2 separate regions of the Mus musculus genome follow, and region 2 is linked to region 1. A link is a contact called in public promoter capture Hi-C data. All regions are on one chromosome and are shown on one strand. The core of a region is the stretch at or near the end of the contact, and the rest is flanking DNA. Distances in the headings are between cores, read along the strand shown.

Evidence for each region. Promoter capture Hi-C pulls out the DNA fragments that hold promoters and counts their contacts.
Region 2: a contact with region 1 is called in a promoter capture Hi-C map of liver. The contact joins the promoter of Prxl2a here to the enhancer-like site in region 1. A contact is called at or near these places in 6 of 39 promoter capture datasets (the C10 cell line, embryonic stem cells, fetal liver and 3 more), 2 of 15 datasets of contacts at CTCF or cohesin (CD8 T cells and the NIH/3T3 cell line), 9 of 484 Hi-C or Micro-C datasets (CD4 T cells, Th2 cells, bone marrow-derived dendritic cells and 6 more), 10 of 115 datasets of contacts at active chromatin or transcription factors (the 230-238 cell line, CD8 T cells, effector CD8 T cells and 7 more) and 3 of 9 other capture datasets (adipose tissue, liver and pancreatic islet).

Annotation. Positions count from the first base shown.
Region 1 is chr14:40,928,681-40,934,062 of GRCm38.p6, reverse strand. The region is part of intron 2 of Tspan14 (tetraspanin 14); the gene reads left to right. Among named protein-coding and RNA genes, the nearest start is that of Tspan14, 36 kb to the left of the region's middle. Within about 2 kb of position 3,787, at least 76 of the 459 cell types and tissues checked have an H3K27ac peak or open chromatin away from gene starts, as enhancers often do. A contact at or near this core is called in CD8 T cells, Th2 cells, adipose tissue and 6 more, where this site is marked.
Region 2 is chr14:41,012,394-41,018,281 of GRCm38.p6, reverse strand. Prxl2a (peroxiredoxin like 2A) reads left to right here and starts at 4,449. Exons shown (of 6, transcript NM_027464.4): 1 at 4,449-4,584.

The DNA of each region.
Region 1 (5,382 bases), core at 2,538-5,037:
CCATGGTCCTCATCCTTATAGAACCAGCCAGGAGTATCATCATGGGTGGGCTCAGGTGATGGAAAGACAAATTAAGGGGTCCAGCCTAGTTTGGGTGGCTCAGGAAGCCTTTGGTCACTGTCTTGGTGTAATAGTGCTGTCTTCCTATCCCAGCAATGCACTGGTACGACATGAACAGCCTTGTAGGCCAGGCTGTCTTCTATATCCTGGGAGGGGGATAGTCAGTACCCAGCTGAGAAGGCTGTAATGAGGGCTCCGTGGTTTACTAAGAATGGCGTTAGTTTGCTGAGCATTGGGGGGTGGGGCAGCTCCTTGCTGTTGTGTATGTGTTTAACAGAGTGTGCTGAGCCTGGGATGCAGAGAGTGAGCTGGGCGGCTGAGTATCACCGAACAGGCTGCCCAGTGGGTTTTGAGAAAGAAAGATTCAGTCAGAGTGGTAGTTACCGAGGCTGTCTGGCTGGGTATCCGGTATCCCGAGGCAGAAGTGAGGTCAGCGTGTACAAAGCAGGACAGGCACTCATGAGACTGGAGCTGAGTGAGGAAGGCAACACAGAGGAGGACAGGGACCCTGAGAAGTCTGGCCAGACAGCTCTCCATGTGCACCGAGAGTATCTTTCACTTCCTCTTTTGCTGTGCTAGGAATTGAGTCCAGGACCTTGTGCATTGTCAGGTATGCACTCTGCCATGAAAGCTACAATTTTTATTGTAATAAAATTTTTATTTTCAGGTAGCCCCCCCCCCCCCCCCCATACATTTTATTTTCAGATAGTTGCTACCCTGACTAGTTTAAGGTTTGACACAAGCAAGCATCATTTGGGAAGAGGAACTCTCAATTGAGAAACGCCTCCATAAGGTTTGCCTATAGGCAGATCTATAGTGGTTGGTGTGGGAAGGCCCAGCCCGTTGTGAGTGGTGACACCCCTGGCTGGTGGACCTGAGTGCTATAAGAGAGCAGGTTGAGCAAGCCAGTCAGTAACATCCCTCCATGGCCTCTGCATCAGCTCCTGCCTCCAGGTCCTACCCCACTTGAGTTGCTGCTCTGACTTCCCATGGTGATGGACTGTAATCTGTGAGGTAAAATACATCTTTTCCTCCCCAAGTTACTTTGGGTGTTTGTCAGAGCAACAGAAACTCTCATTAACACAATTGCCCGGGATGACTTTGCACTTAGGACCCCCCTGTCTCAGCCTTCTGAGCAGGTGGGGTTATGAGTTTGTGTTATGAGTTCTTTGTTGACCTCCCAGGAGCTTTTATGTGTGTGTTGTGTGGTTGGACCTGACTGCAGAGTGAGAGAAAGGTCAGCTGAGCCCTAATGTGAGATGGACTTTGGTGGGGTCTGTGAGTAGTGAGAGGTTTTATTCCCTGGCTGGCCTTGTGTGGGTACACCCTGGGGGTGCATTTTCGGACGGTATGGGAGGGAGAGAACATCAACGTGAGTGTGCATGCCTGCTGAGGTCTGGAGTATTGTCTGAGATGCTGAGGCGGGGTGGAGAAGGGAAGCTCCCTTGGACCTGGCCAAAATGAGCGCAAGCCTGGGTAAAAAGGAGGTTTGACATTGTAGAAGCTTCCGTGGTAGAAAAGAGCGGTCAGCCGTGTCACAGAGCCGTGACCTTGGTTGTTGCTGGAGATGGGAAGGAACCGGCTACGCCGAGGAGGTTGGTCAACAGAAAGTGTAGAAGTGCAATTCTGACCAACAACAGTTCTTTTCAAGTACTCTGGCCTCAAAAGCAGAAAAACTGGGCAGTTGCTGGAGTTGGTCAGGGGTTGGGGAGCCACAATGTGTGTTTGGCCATCAAGTCTGAGCAGGGCAAGGCAGACACTGGCACTGTGTGGGAAGGTGAGGGGAAGGATTGGTGCGTTGAAGCTTTTCTGTCGGCAAGCACAGTGGTCATTGGGGGCCATGGAGAAAGGGGGCCACTTCCTACCTTTTCATTCTCAGCTTTCTGGCATCATGTCCTGGCGATATGTCTCTGTGTGATTAGGAGTTCTTGTCCTAGAGAAAGAGGGTGAAATGCAGTGGAATGTCTGTCACCCCAGACTTTTCCTGTGCTTAGTCTTCAGCCTCATCTTAGTTCCCGATGTGGTATCGCTAGGCAGCAGTGTGTGTGTTCACCTTCTGCCTATGTGACAAAATGCCAGAGATAGCTAACTTATAAGAGAGAGGCTAAGAGGTTCCACGATCACCTGGACTGTTGGCTTTAGGCTCTGGTGGGGGTGTCAGCTGTGGAGTATGACAGCAAAGTGCTGTCCTCAAGGCACAGGAGGCAAGGAGTGGGCTAGAATGCCACAGTCCCCATCATAGGCATGCAGTCAGAGATCTGCAAACTGTAGCAGTAGGTCCTTGGTCACAGAGACCTGTACAACACTCTTACCTCCTGTTGTAGGGCTCCTCAGACTTGGATTTGCTCCCTGTCTGGAGAACATTGCTTCCTGTTTCCTCAAGCAAGGCCCCCCCCTTGCCTGCTTGACTTTTGACTTGATCTTTGACACATCCTAATTGTTGCAGGCAGCACAATACCCTCATTGTCATGGCCATGTCCCTGGTTACCTCTTCCTTCAGAGGTTCTTCGTAACAAATTCTTGGTTCTTAGAGGACAGGACTTGCTTACACACTGGCAGCACAAAATTCACACAGTTCATCAAATCCAGGGTTGTGGCAAGCCTGGACTGAAGTATGGGGTAGTAGTTTAAGGATTTTGCAGACTTGGCAGTTAGTGTGTGTGGTTGAGAGTTAATCATTTCTGTTAGTAAGCACTGGGGCAGAAGAGGAGGGAACAAACAGGAACAGTTAGGAAATGCCCTCAGAGAATGGACGTGGGGAACTGGGGCCCCTTGGTGTTGGCCGCTGTCCCCACTTTTCCTGGCAGGAAGTTACTTTACCTGGGCAGGATGCAGCAGTGTGGAGGGAGGCCCAGGCTCTGAGACCCACAGAGACCTGGGAAGCTCACATAGAGTGCAGTGAGGTGAGGCCAGCCTGCTCTGGACACCTGGATACAGTATGCCCTCTCCCGGAACCCAGGGACCTTGAAAAATCTGGTGTTGCCCCTGAGAAACGTTGACATTGATCTCAGCTGCCTGGTGTCTCCATTATGTAGTTTCAGAAAAAGGGGAAAGTGGCATGCTAAGTCCGTATGGCTTCTGAGTTTCTTTTTTTCTAGATGGAGACAATAGAAGAATATATCACAGTTGCACCATCCAGCTTCAGAAATGAATTCAGCTGGTTTTGTTTCACTTTTGTTCCCCAACCTCTTTTGGATTACTTTGAATCAAAGCCCTGGTCATTTTCCATACCAAGTGTTTGTGTTTGTTTTGGTGGGGAAGAACTGCTCAATAGGCCAGTGTTGAGTATGCAGAAGGCAGTTTCTATAGCCAGGTCAAGGTGTAGGGACAGGCAGGCTGCAGCTGAGCCACCACCTGCCGCTTACCATTGCTCCCACACCGTTTTCTCTAGTGGACAGATTCCTGTAGCATTCAAGGAACGTTTGTTTTCTTTTTTCTGACTTTGGGGCTGGAATTCCCAGAGACCAGCATCCATTTGGTAAGATGTGAATGCTGCTGTCTGTGCACCGAGTTAGGCTTCTTTTGTTTTTTTTTTTTTTACACAGGAATGGTATAGAAAATTGTTTCCTGGGAGCCTAGTGCTTTGAGAGCACACCCCACCACACACACAGATTTTTTTTTTCTTTTTTCCTTTTATCACTTTTTGGTTGTGCTAGACCTGTTTCTAGTTCAGAGACTTGTTCAACTCAAGGAAATGCAAATTAAAACCACAGTATAATATACCTCATACCCACAAAGGTGTCACATGTTTTCTTTTAAAAACAAAAAAGCAGAAGATAAATATTGGCGTAGGTGTGTAGAGATTGGTGACCTTCTACACTGTGCCATGGAAGCAAGTGATAATCTGTGATGCCAAACTGGTGTTACTTCCCGTTAGCAATGACATTACCATGTGCAACCCCACTTCTGGATATATAATATGCAGAAGACTGAAAGCAGAGTGTCAGATGTTTGTACACCAGTGTGCACAATCTTACTTATCACAGCCAAAAGATAGAAGCATCCTGTGGCCTTTGTTGATCAGGGGGTCAGGAAATGTGGCATCTGAGAGCCTGAATCACTTGAGGACACATGCTAGAGTATAGATGAACCTTTAGGACATTATGTTAAGTAGAATACTCCAGATTGGATTTCATTTATAGGTTAGAGGCTGTATGGCTCCATGCAGACTAACTAGAATAGTCAGTAGAAAGACATAGACACAGAGAGTAGATTTTGGCTGCCTGGCAGTGAGGAGGTGAAAACGGCAGGCTCGCAGTCCATTTGTGCTGCTTTTATGGATCACTGCAAGGGTCGTTTATAACCAGAGGAGATTCTCTGCTGCATGGCTCTAGAGCCGTCGTTCTCAATCTGTGGGTCGAAACACCTTTGAGGGCCAGATGACCCTTTCACAGGGGCCGCCTGAGACCATCAGATAGTTACATTATGATTCATAACAGTGGCAACATTTCAGTTACGAAGTAGCAACAAAAATAATTTCATGGTAGGGGTCAGCACAGCATAAGGAAAACTGTATTGAAGGGTCGCAGCATTAGAAAGGTTGAGGACCACTGCTCCAGAAGCTGAGAAGTTTAAGATTGGGGAAGTCATAACTTGGTGGAAAACATCACATGGGTGAGAGAATAAAAGGGAAAAGGGAGGCCAAAGACAGCTTCTCCGTCTCTCCCTCTCTCTCTCTCATTCTCTCTCTCTCTCTGTCTCTCTCTCTCTCTTTCTCTCTGTCTCTCACTGTCTCTCTCTTCCTCTCACCCCCCCTAATGCGGGGGGGCGGGTGACCATAGAGCCGTGTGTGTGCTAGGTCAGCGCTTTGCTACTGTGCTTTGTACCATTCAAACTCCATTTTATGGCAAGTCCACTTTAGCAGTAATGAGTTATTCCATTCATCCTCAGAACCTACTCTCCTCTGAAAAGCCCCACTTCTCAACACTCTCACGATGGGGACAAAGTCTAACATGTGGATCTTGAGGGACACAGTCCAACCACAGCAGGAGATTATTGTTTAAGGGGTCTGGTTTCTGTTTTGTATTGTTAAAAAAAAAATTCTCTGATGGCTGATTCTGTTTTGATAGACTTAATGCCACTGAGCTGTATACCTGAACATGGTTAGAATAAGTTATATCATGTGCGTTTCACTGCAGTTTAAAAAGAAAGGTCTCATTTTAGCAGGCAGAGGAAGAGAAACTGTGCAGCAAGGCTGGGGGAGCCGTGGAAGGCCTTGTCTTTGTTCACACACAGCCTAGTTCTGTAAAGCATGTGCACTTCTCTTGGATTTGCTTCCTGAAGGTTCTTGAGGGGTATTGTCTGCAACTCAGGATTGCTTTC
Region 2 (5,888 bases), core at 3,200-5,699, 84 kb before region 1:
TGTTTATTGTGTTTGGGGATTGAGGTACATAGCAAAGAATTGTAGCATACCGTAGTTGCTGAATCTTTTAAAATGTGTAAGAAATACCAAAGAATGAGACATTACAATTGACATGTGTGTGTGTTTTACCTTTTTTTGGTTGGTTTTGTTGTTATTTCGGTCTCCATAAGTTCACACTGGCCTTGCATTCTTGACTTTCTCCATCCATTGCTCCCAAATGAAGAGCTAGGGTTCCAAGCATGCACCACCACACTCAATTGACTGATGTTTTGAAAGATCTGTCATTAAGATGAGGAACTTGTCTTTATCTCACCTAATGCTTCCACAACTTTAACAGAATGTTATCCAAAGTGAAAGCCTCACTTAAGAGGTACTGTGTCAGCTGGACTAGAGCGGCAAGCTGCAACCACAACATTCGGACCACAAGTTTCACGGCAGGCTGTGGGACATAGCTTGATTGGGGGCTCAAAAAAAAAAAAAAAAACCCAACTCAAACAAGCAAAACACAGACACACAAAGAAGGAAGAGGAAGCACTTGGTATGTAATCTTTTGCTAGCCAGCTGATAGTATTGTGTGCAAGTCCAGACATCAATGAGTCTAAAAATAGCAGAGTTAGCTTTGGTTGCAAAGAAATGTAAGGAATGCCCTAGCATGTTTGCTTTGTTTCTGTTTTTCTTCTAGATCCACAGTGATAGTGACTGAGATGAATCAGAGTACAACTTTACTCAGGCCACAGGACCAGACGGCACAGGAAATCTCCGGTTCATTCATTTCTTAGTGTGTAGATTTTCTCTCGATGGTGGGTCCTAGGAACCGTTCAGAATCGCCACAGCAGAATCAGCCTTAGCACGATACCAACTTGTGACTAGCAAGGCAAGGAAGCAAATGAATCAGGGTCACTTCCACACAATTTGGGGTGTTCTTTTTCTGTTATACATAAGTAAAACCTCCCTAACTGAACACAGGGCTGGTTAGTCGGGTCACAGAAAGGACACCACCTAGGCTGTCTTGCTTTAATCTGGAGAGAATGGTCCTGCCACTCATCCTCCAGTCACTCATTGGTTTATGTGATAATCCACTGGGAAGGCTGTAGAAAGAGCTCTACTGACTTTGCTGTGAGGTACTCTGTGGAAGAAGGGCATCCTCGTGCTTCAAAACATAAGGAAAACACGGGCAGGATGGTGCAGTGGTAATCCCAGTACCCAGGTGGTGCAGGCAGCACAAGAATGAATGAAGAATATTGGCAAGTCAGGAAGAGCTGTGTAGCTCATCAGTGCCCACTCATTTTTGCGGTTCATAGACAATTCTTGGTCTAAATTTGATTTTTTTTATGCATATACAGGATAGGAATGTGGACCGGTAGCAATAAAGTCAGGTCCTAATTTTTGACATTTTGCACTAAATGCTAGCTCCTTCTTGAACTCTTCCTCCAGGAGCCCAAAGGCTATAGGGCTCAAAGAAGCCTGTCACGATGCCTGCTTGTGGCACGGTGGAGCAAGCAGATGAAGACAGCTGAGTCTAAAGATGCTGGACACCGAGTGATGGATTTTTACCCAGCTCTGTCTCCTGTTTTTACTGTTTGCTGTCTGCTCTAATGACACTGGTAGTGCAAAAATGTATCCCAGTCCATCAAGATGGTAACATCCATGCTACTTAAGCTGTCGCAAGGCTTCCAGTCAGCCTTTTACCTCCTTGGGTTCAAATTCTAAGGCTAGCCAGGCAGGACATAATCCCAGCACTCAGGAACTGAGGCAGGAGGATTATAAATTTGAGGCAGCACAGGCAGCATAGCAACACCTTGCTCCAAAACAAACACATCTATCTTGTGACCTTTATATGTCTAGAATTGCTTTTCTCTTGAAATCTTTCAGGCTATGTGGATTTTGGCCGTGGGGATTGTTTCTGGTTTAGGGTTTTACTGCTGTTGTTGTTTTGTTTTTCTTTTGAGACAGAATTTCAACGCACCCAAGGTTGGCTTTGAACTACCACAGCTTAGCTTGAACTTCTTATCCATCTGCCTCCACCTTTCTAGTTCCAATTCCTGGAATTGCAAGCGTGTACTGCCTTACAAAGTTGACCCTGCGCTGGGAATCGAACCTGAACCCAAGACTTCACGCAATCACTCTACTTAGCTACAAGCCCAGCCTATTATTAATGGGTTTTGTTTTGATCTTTTAAAATCTGCTGAGCTTTATAAATAAGTTTTCCTGTGTTGGCTTTCAAATAACTTATTTTTCTGGTCTGCTGGCAGTTTAATGAGTTCAGCCTGTGCCTTCTTGAACAAAGAGAGACTTGGGATATTGACTGCATGTTAATTAGCTCCCAGAGCCAGTCTTCTCTTCTGAGGTCCAGAGATTGGGATGTTAAAGGATCATAAATATAAGCATATCATCTTACATTTGAGTAGTATGTATATTACAGCAGACTCTTAGTATCCCCCACCCTAGAATTCTACTGCTCATAACCAGATGGCATTAACCATAATCATTAACCATCAAGTTCTGAGTGTCCATGTCTCCAAGAACTGGCTTTCTGTTTTAATTACAGTAGCAACCCCTGGGAATCCTCACCTTTAGCCAATGCTCCTATTTCAGGCCAGATACATAGTAAGAAATGAGGTGCATGTTAGAAAAGTCTTCTGAGAGTGGAGGTGAATTGGCATTTTATAAGCACACTCACGCGGTACCGAATTACACTAAATCTTTTCTGTGAAAGGTCAGATCTCTCAGGCTAATGACCACTCTCAGCTTAGACCTTTTCTCTTTCATGAACCTCCCCAGTATATCTGGGTGCTATTCCAGGACCAGGCTCTGGGATCCCAGCAGGGAAACAAAGATGCATATACTATGGCTCAGGAAAGCTCCCTCAACAGACTCTCTGAGTTGAATCCTGCCATATATTTATATGGAATGTGAGGTTGGAGGAAGATCTGGAAAGCCTTTGGATACTAGGTGTTTCCCAGGTGAACAGGGTTGGGGGAACACTGCTCAGAGATGACCGACCATCTCCTGGGTTTGGGATATGGCTCAGCAGGTAAAAGCACTGATTTCAAACCCTTGGTATCAGTAAAAATCCAGACTGATTGCAAGAGTACAGGCTTGGAATCTCAGGGCCTTGGTGGGCAGAAATAGAAGGCTCCCTGCAGCTTGCTGCCTACCAGCCTAGCTCCAGGTTCTGAGTATCAGAAGTACATCATTCCGATCTATCAGGAGGCACAAGGACTCTGCTCTTTCCCAGCTGTCAGATAACGCGTATTTGTCTCTGTTTACCATAGGGTGGAAAGTTAGTTGACTGCTGGAATAGCTAATTTTATGTCAACCTGACACAAGCTGGAGTCTGGAGAGGAGGGACTGAGAAAACGCCTTCATAAAATCAGAATGTAGGCAAGCCACCAAGCAGCACCCTTCCACAGTCTGTTTATCAGCTCTGTTGCCAGGTTTCTGCCCTGTTTGAGTTCCTACCCTACTTCCTTCAGAGATGGGCTATGATGTGGAAGTGTAAGCCAAATAAGCCCTTTCCTCTCCAATTGGTTTTTGCTCGTGGTATTTCATCATAACAATAATAACCCTAATTAGGGCAGCTCCTGACTACCTACATAACAGGAAAGCAGGGCGGGGTCTCCATCCCCATCCCCCACCCCACCCCCTTTTAACTTTTTGTCTAGGGTAACACACAGTTCTACAAGATAGTAAAATAAAAACTGTCTTACCCTCCTTAGTCTCTTGAATTTGTTATTACATAGCAAGAGTCTTGCTTCTTACAGTGAGAAACATGAGGGGAAGGTAAAGATGTACTAGGACAGCCTAGTCCTCTGGCCAGGTGTCAAGTCCCACACAGGTGGATACCCCCAATGCACACAGGACAGATGACCACTTCTGACCAGCGTGCCTGTCTGGCTGCTGTAATACTTCTTTGCAAACTGCTCTGTGATCTCTTTCTGACTGTCTCCCACTCCCCCACCTTTAACTATTCTGTGAGTTAATCCTGTTTCTTTTGACTACAGCTTTGATACGACAGTAATGAACACTTATTACAGGAGTGAGAAAAATGGGTAAAAGCCAGGCATGGCGGTGCACGCCTGTGATCCCAGCCCCTGGGGAACTGTGGCAGGAGGATGAACAATTCCAGACCAGTCTGAGCTACATTAAGCAACCAACCACGTTAGAGTATTAAGACAAGCCTGTCACAGGGTTGCTCAAAGAAGCTAGAGGAGCTGGTATTATCCTTAGAGCCAGTTCTCAGCTGGTTTTCTTCATTCTAATAACCAGCATTTGGGGGTGAAGATGGACGCTGGGACATCTACCCCACAAAGCCACGCTAGTTCCAAACTAGCTCCGTGGAAATCAGCGAGCAAAGAAGTGCCCGAAGGCGACCCAGTTCTACCCAGTCCCCAGTCTGGAGCTGCGGGGGCGTGTCTGTCACGTGAAAGTGGCGTGGTGGCGTAGGCGCTGAGCTGCGCAGGCGCGGGGAGACCTTAGTCTCACCCGCCCTCAAAACTGCACTACAACCGAGGAGGCACCTGCGTCCGCTGGCGCAGCTCAGGGGCCAGTGAGGTCCACGGAGGCGGGGTCCTTGGGGCGCAGGTGAGGATCGAGGCAGGCCAGGGACCGCGGAGACTAGATGCTGGATAGAGGATGTGACCCGATCCTCTCCAGGTACCGCTCTCCGATGTGCCCTCAGCCCACCACAGCGATCAGGACAGACTCCACGCTTGGGGCCCAGAGACCCCTGTCCCGGAATGGCGCTGGCGGCACCCAGCAGTCTGAATCGTTGGGACAGAGGACAGAAAAACTCTTGCCCACCCAGATGTTTGAATTGTTGGGACAGAGAACTGAAGGAAAAAAAAAAAAAAACAAAAACGTTTGCCCACCTCTCAGGAAGGGGCATCCACCCAACATGGGCTAGGCTGAAGGCTGCCAGGGGTGGCCGTGGCTATCCAGTTTCGGTATTGGGGTGTCCTGTGAGGAAGTCTCTGAGATACCTGCTCCTCCTTCTCTTCTAAGGGTTACAAACCTTTGCCTTAGAAAGCTCCGTTGTAAATTTCAAACCGCTGCTGAGGTGTGGTAATGAGATAATCAGAGCTCCAGGACAGCCCATCCTCCGAATTGTTAGGTTGTTGGAGTTGGTGAAAATGGCCCAAGGGAGAGCAAAGTTAAGGTCCAACCTGGCAGGGTTTGCATGGGAAGGTGACAATCCGAGTCTCGCTGCCACCGTGCCTCCAATGTTTTCACAGCCCTGTTACCTAGATTTTTGGTTTTATTTTTACTTCAACATTTCTTGTCTTGGAACTTGGTAAATGATTTATGTGAAAAGAAAATACTCATTGGATGTTTTGTTTCGAGACAGGGTTTCTCTGTGTACCTCTGGCTATCCTGGAACTCATTCTGTAGACCAGGCTGGCCCCAAACCCAGAAATCCTCCTGCTTGTCATGGAGCCCTGCTAATAGAATCTGGGTCCTCACAAGATACTCATCAGAAAATCCTTTGTTTCAAATATTTGGGGTGATCAATGAGTAATCCAGAAATAAGTAAGAATTTAACATCTCTGGCAGTCTTTGCAAAGAGCTTATAGCATCTTCAGTGATTCATCTCTGTAGAAGGTGATTAGGAAATTGTTCCCATTTTGCTAATGTGAAACATGGCTGGTCCAGGCTCATGCAACTTGGTTCTTCTCGTCCGACCTTTCCTTGGTGTCCTTCCTTATAAGGGATGGCATTTACCTGAGACCCTTTGTGTTGTCCCTGAAGGGGTACAAAGCACTCTACCCCACCTCTTTCCCCTTTTCTTCTTGAGGGGGTGGGCCTTATGTAGTTCAGGGTAGCTTTGAATTTCCCGGAGGCTTTCTTTGAATTTGCAGTCCCCCTGTCTCTGCCTCCTGATTGCTGGG